2 separate regions of the Gossypium hirsutum genome follow, and region 1 is linked to region 2. A link is a contact called in public Hi-C data. All regions are on one chromosome and are shown on one strand. The core of a region is the stretch at or near the end of the contact, and the rest is flanking DNA. Distances in the headings are between cores, read along the strand shown.

Region 1 (3,461 bases), core at 929-3,428, 150 kb before region 2:
GGATCTTCTTTCTGAAACTTCTCAAGAATAGCTCCGTACCTGCAACAAGATGAAACCCGACACAAAAATCACTTCAGATAACTAATATAAACAATAGAAATGTTGTTCTTCATGCATGTATGTACAAATGTACTTGTGGAGATAACTTACATTAACCATCCAGTATTGCTAAAAGTGTGGAAAACCAGGTTTTTTCCATGCTCCTCTTCTAACCAATCAGCCAAGTGATTCACAAGCATGTCTACGTTTTGCTCGGCTTTCCCACCGGCTTGGTAACTGAGAATGTCAACCATCGGAAGTGTGAAAGTAATGACATGGTATCCCCTTGAAGTATACCACTCTGCATATCTCTGGAGATGTTTCTGCTTGGATCCTAACCACCCTAACAACACGACAACCGTACGAGACTTCACCGATGAACAATCTGAAGTCCCAGAAATATCGAACGCAGTCGGCTCAGGCAAATGCCATCTGTACAAAGCATCAGGCACTGTGGCAGGAACACTCTCCGGAAATGCAGCTGGCTTAGATCCTTTAGCTAACTCAGCTGACTGATATAAATTAACCAACAGAGGAGACGAAGCAATAGAAGAACATAGCATGTTCGGAACGAAATTCCGGCCTGAATTCGGAACCGGAAAGTTAAAAGTAGGTAACGGTACTCGAATCCTAGTAACAAAAGACAAGTTGGCAAGCTTGGAAGCTGATATAAGAGCAACCAATGATGAATTGGACTCCGGTAAGGAATTGGACATGGAAGTTTCAGTATCCGATGTAGGAGATGGGAGTTTAGCAGGAAAATCAACAGAAACAGACGCCATTGCAACAGCAGCAGCTGCCATTAAAGGACGTTGAATGACTCCAGACATGGATCCCATATTGAACCAATATGAACAAATCCCAAATAAACATTACAAATCAGTGCAAAAGTCTCAATTTAACGAGGGTCACCTGCAAAAAGGATAAGAGGATCAAATTATGACCCAACAGATGGAATAAAACACGAGAAAAGCAAGCAAGAATGTGTTAATACAATAAGCAAGCCAAGGTTGACATGTTCTATAGTCAAAGCTTTTATTATATAATTACTGGTCTTATTAAATGAAAGGAAAGGTAACCGAAAATGGGGTTGTCAAAAGATAGATATTGACAGCCTGGCAAGTTGTTGTATAGACAACACAGCGCCCACCGACCATGAACTATAGATTAGATTAAAACATAATGGGGAAAATTAAACAAGAAATAGCGCGTGCTTGGTCAGTTTTTAAAATAGTATCTAATAAACAAATAAAGGACACGGTTTCCTTGTCTAAGTCTTCATGCTTAAAGAACATGACAAAGATTGATGAAGAGCTGACCAATGAGTCCGACGATTTAGGAGCCCGTGGGGGTAGTTTAGACCATGACCCAATTTCCAAATTCCAATAGGATAGGGGTTTCTCGAAAGGAAGACTCTGCCGTGTAGAGGGATAGGAAATGAGTCAACTCGATCACGGCTCTAGTGGAATAACACGGTTAACCAAGAAACTCGAAAACCGTATGGCGGGTCAATTTTTGAATGGTGTTTTTTTTTTTTTTCCTGAGAATAAATTTTGATAAAACGAAACGAAATCACTGAAATAATTAAATATGAAGTTAATGGAATCCAAACGGCGGATGGCAAAACGAAAACCCAATTCAGAAAAACGAAGAATCAAGAAATCTCATTAAAATAATAAGACCAAAGAATTTTGAACCATTAATAAATTAATAAATAAATAAAAGTCACCTTGCTGAATGAACTCAACTGAAGATGAATGTAAAAGCGGATTGGGTCTCTCTTTTTTTGTCCTTTTTGTTTGATTGATAATGAAAAAGAAAGAATGCTGAAGTGTGGGTTTCGCTTTTTCGTGACAGTAAATAATGCGCCCTGCCTCTCTTCTCCTTGCCTGCAAATATATTTCTTCTTGCTTTCCTTGGTTCTTTTCTACCTCTTTATATCTTATATATATACACAAGCGTATGTGTATATATATATATCTTTTGGGTTGTGTTAGTCTCTTAGAATTGCCTGTATTGCACGCTAATAGTTTTCTGTAAGCAACAATATCGCTATTGATTATTTTCTAATAAAAAAAGAAGCAGAAAAAAAACCCAAAGCAGAAAAGGAGGAGGTTTATATATCTATATTTAGCGATAGAGGGAGTTCATATAAAAGAGAGAGAGGTGTCGATTACTCTAAACATGTTTAGAGTTGCTAGTAGGGTTTTGAAGTGTTATCAGTAAAATATGATAAAATGTAATTCAACCCTATTTTGTATAATCGATAATAAAAGAATAAGCGAATTTATTTAACGTGATGATAAAATTTTTAATGTAATTTAGTGACACTATAAGTTCGTATAAAAAAATTGTTCTTTGATCCAAAAGAATGACCTAGTAAAATAGATCGAATGAAGTAATTATATATTGCAATAATAATTTTAAAGTCATTACAATTTTAATAGAAAAAGACATTAATACCTGAACTTAAATTTTGAATTTTGAAATGTCAATACAAAATTTTACGCACTTACTCTTTTGAATTGTTGATACAAAATTATTTTTTTATACGAACAAATGTGAACCATTTTATTATTATAATAATAATAATTTTAAAGCTAAAATATTTAAAAAATTAATTTACTATTTTAAAAAATTTCTGAAACCTTAAATTCTCAGAAACCTTAAATTTTTAAATTTATTTAAAAATTAAGAATAAAATAAAAAATCAACGGTTGATAAACGTCTATGAGTATACAAACTTTCAGCTTTCTTCTTTCTTTTTTATTTCTTTCAACAATTCTGGACGGTATATCCTTCAAAACGGCATTGGCTATCCCTAAATTCTGTCTAAATGAAAACTGAACAATATTTTGCATTAAAAAAACACATTTTATTAAAAGATGAGACGAAACTTTAAATAAATTTCTTAATGAGTTTTAAATTGATTTAGCTTTAATTCATATTTAATATTACTTTTTTAATTAAAAGTATTTATAAAAAATATAAAGTATAAAAACAAATTTTTTAATAATAAATTAAATTCCTGTACATCCGAAAGAAAAAAGAAAATTGGAAGTGCAATATTAAACAATCCATGTAGTTTGGAGGATAATAATATTCCAAAAGATGATGGATGGCATATGCCCATACCCTTTCATTGTTAACATTTGTCCTTTCCTATCTCTCTTTTATTCCAATACGTATATAATTTGGAGTCCACATTTTTTTTCTAAGGGTTTTGAGTTATTTCCACTTCACTAAATGTATGGTATCACTAGAATAACTTATAGAAGTTAATTTTTCTATTTCAGCAATCAAGGTCTCCATTCCATCAACCCTGATGTTACTCTTATATAAGAGAATTATCAAGTGACCACCATTGATGCATTGGAAACTATTATCGAACAACTTTGTTAAGATAAATAATTATGATATTT
Region 2 (3,485 bases), core at 118-2,617:
CCATTCATCATCCATACTCCAAATTATCTGCCTCAAAACCCTAATTCCCTAACCCTAGGAATTCCAACTAGCAATCATCTTCCACATCCTCGCACACACAAAAAAGCAACAACCATACACAAATATTTATAGAATCTATATATACTCCCAACAACAAGAAGGGTAAAATGGTCCACCAAATCTTAACGCGGATCCTCGTCTCTTCGACCCGATCCTCCCGGAGCACCCGACAACGAGGCTAACAAGTTTAGGTGACCAGGAAGATAATTGCCGACCCTAGCCGCCGACGCTTCTCCCATCGCTTGCTGTTGTTGAACGAACAACGCAGCAGCAGCAGCGGGTTGCTGAGCAGCCGCCTGTACTACCATATCCGGCGGAGGCGGGGCCGCGAAGCTCCACAATTGACCAAAGTCTGGCCTTGCTGGAAGAGCCCAGAACCCACCCGGATGTGTCCCGTTCGGTCCCACAATGGAACCCACTCCTGGTCCAACAGTGAGCCCTCCGGAATCGTCCTTTCCGGCGTTATCGTCGTCGGACCGGACGCGTTTCCCAAGTATAAACGGGGTAGGACCCAAAAGAGGCTTATGATCCAAAGACGACGAAGAAGTGGTCGACGACAAAGAAGTAGAATTAGCTCCGCGGAGGGAAACCGACACGGTGGAAAAACTAGCAGGAGTCGTCCCTGTACCAGTGGCGGCTATAATAGAAGGCTCAGCCTGACGCAACAGCCACTCGATAGTCTGACCATCGGATTTATGACCCAATTCGCGGGTCAACTGGAAAACACGAGCAGCGCAAATGATGGGCATCCTGATCCTTCTCCCACGACCATCAACTTTGCTGTGACGGTCTTTGGTGGGAGGCTTTTTAACTGCGAGTGAACCATTGGCTGCCGGCGCCTGATGTCTCGGTGGGTCCATTAACGATCCGTTAGTAGCAGCAGTCTCTGAATTGGACATCGTGGGGGCCGGAGTAGGACTACCACACTCTTACCCTTTATGTAGTTTAGCTTTAGCTTTCGCGTCAAAGACTATAAAAGCTTTGTCTAGCTGTTTTGGGGTAATTGCTGGAGAAGGTTAATGGACACAACCCACAAAAAATCTAGAAAGAAAAGGAAATGGAATTAGAATTTCTTTCACAAACAAAGATGGTGTGTGTCCGTGAGAGAGAGAGAGAGAGGGAAGAGAATGGTGATGATTGAGAGGCAGATGCTGGTGGAGAGAAGAGGGAGGGCACATGGGTGGTGGGTCCCACTGTACATATCCCCCCCACAGCTCATACCCTCCTCCCTCCGCCTTTCTTTTCCCCGCGATTTCTCTGTTTTTATTCCACGCGCCTCCTCCTCCCAATTTTTCACTTCATTTTTGTTTTTGAGATAAAAGCGATATTTAGAAAATTTTTGGATCCTGTTAAATTTGAGAATTTTTTTTTTTTAAATTTGGTTATGGGTAAATTTAAAAAAAATTTTAAGAGAGATTAGAATGATATATTTTTAATATATAAATTTATAATTTCACTATATATTAATTTATGATTGTATTATTTGTAAAATAAATTAATTTTTTTTTCATTTAGAAGACAAAATGTAATTTTATGACATGTAAATTTATAATTTAATAATTTATAAAAAAAAGTTAGAAATGCAATTTTTTATTAGAAAGCTAGGACTCATATAACACTATTATTGTACTATGTCTTTACCAAAAATATACTTTTTTATATAAAAAAAATTAGGGGACTAAAATTGAGAAAAAATTTTCAAATTTGAGAGACTAATGTGGAAATAAAGGTTTATGCACAAAATGGAAAAAAAATTAAAGATTAAATATTGTATTAATTTCAAAATCTGGATTTTTTTAATACATTGTCTAAATTACTCATGCTTGTCTAGCCAAAAGAATCCTTAAACAGAATTGAGCTTACGTTTGCTAAAATTTCATCTTTTTACTTTACATAAAATTTTTAAAAATTAATGAATTATAATCCTGTTAAACCCTCCTCCCAGTTGCGTTTGTCTCTATTTTCTTTGTTTTGGTAAGTAGGACAAATTGAAGTAAAAATTAAAATTTTAATTTTCGTGAAAGAATGAATTTTGTTTTTATTTAATTTATCAAAAAAGGGACCGTCCTTTGAGTAGATGGAAGGTTCCAGGTACGTTCAGTAATTTCATTATTATCCATTTCTCACTGTTTATTAATAGTTCCCCCCTCATATTTAATGATTCTTTGCAAATAAGGCTTTTAGCTTAATATTAAATTTAATATTATCTGAATTTTATTACATTTTACGATGCGTAAATTATATATGAATTCTTATTATATGTAAATTGTGTCTAAATTTATTTTTATTTAAGTTGCGATATGTTTTATGTCTCGTTTGGTTACTAGTGTAATAATATGAGAAAAAAAGTTTATTACATATATATTGCAATAGTTAGATATAAAATAAAGAATAGTTAGTGCAAATTTAAATTTAAAATTAGAAAAATAAGTAATGCTCTTGTAAAAAATAAGCGAAAATGAGTAATAATTTGTGTAGGTTGGATTCAACTTTACTTAAGTCAATTCACCGTAAAACATGGAAATTAAATTTTGCTTAAATTTGTTTATATTTATAGATGACTAACTCAAGCTGATTTAAGTCACTCGTATCATTTTTTTATTTAATATTTAGTAATTATATATTTTTATTACCATTACATATATTTGTTATTAAAATTCTTAGCATAAAGAACTTAACATTTTTTTAGGTTAATTTTTGTTGTTAACCTTTGTAATTTTTGAATTGGTCAATTTAAGTCATTATACTTTTAAATTTTGAAATTTTAATTTTGACTCAAATAACAGCTGTTAAATTTATTAGGTCAAGGAAAATTCTACAATATGCTCAAAGCGTATACCAAAATTTCTAACAAAAGTATTGGTATAGTGTTAGAAATTTTAGTAAACATAGAAAAAATTTGGTACGTTTTCCGAGTGTGCCATAGAACCGTCTACTAAATTCAATTATTAGTCTTGTATAATGTGTATAGTTGTAAATTTAGTCTATATTCTTCAATTAACCATTCTAAGTCAATATAGTTTCCAAAATTTGAAATTTCATTCTTGATGCTAATGACTATCATTAATCCATTAATGATATCTTTAGTGAGTAATATATATAATAAGTTGGAATGGCATTACACATATGATAATATTACTATATCAGATTTTAGAAGTATCAAAACTTAAAGAATTTAACAATTATCGTTTTGTGAAGATTCAAATTTTAAATTTAAAAAGTACAAGAACCAAAATGATCCAATTAAAGTACAATAATTAAATTCACAACATTCACAAAGTACAGGGACTAATAGTAGAATTTAACCTATTTTTAATATTTCCATTACAATATTGTATATTTAACTTAATATCATATTAACTTATATAGAGCAATGGTTGAAACTCCAGTCAAACGGCTCTGTGACTCGATTCTCTAACGGCTCA

The links. Hi-C and Micro-C count contacts between places; a contact is called where the count stands out from the background.
Region 1: a Hi-C map of callus shows a contact between it and region 2, with 1.7 times the contacts expected there. The contact joins the promoter of LOC107886879 here to the promoter of LOC107886883 in region 2. A contact is called at or near these places in 3 of 34 Hi-C or Micro-C datasets (anther, callus and leaf).

Annotation. Positions count from the first base shown.
Region 1 is chrA03:107,810,059-107,813,519 of Gossypium_hirsutum_v2.1, reverse strand. LOC107886879 (transmembrane protein 53) reads right to left here and starts at 2,178. Exons shown (of 5, transcript XM_016810974.2): 1 at 1,769-2,178; 2 at 151-951; 3 at 1-39. The coding sequence starts at 878.
Region 2 is chrA03:107,660,091-107,663,575 of Gossypium_hirsutum_v2.1, reverse strand. LOC107886883 (transcription factor TCP21) reads right to left here and starts at 1,367. Exons shown (of 2, transcript XM_016810980.2): 1 at 1-1,367. The coding sequence starts at 959. The coding sequence ends at 183.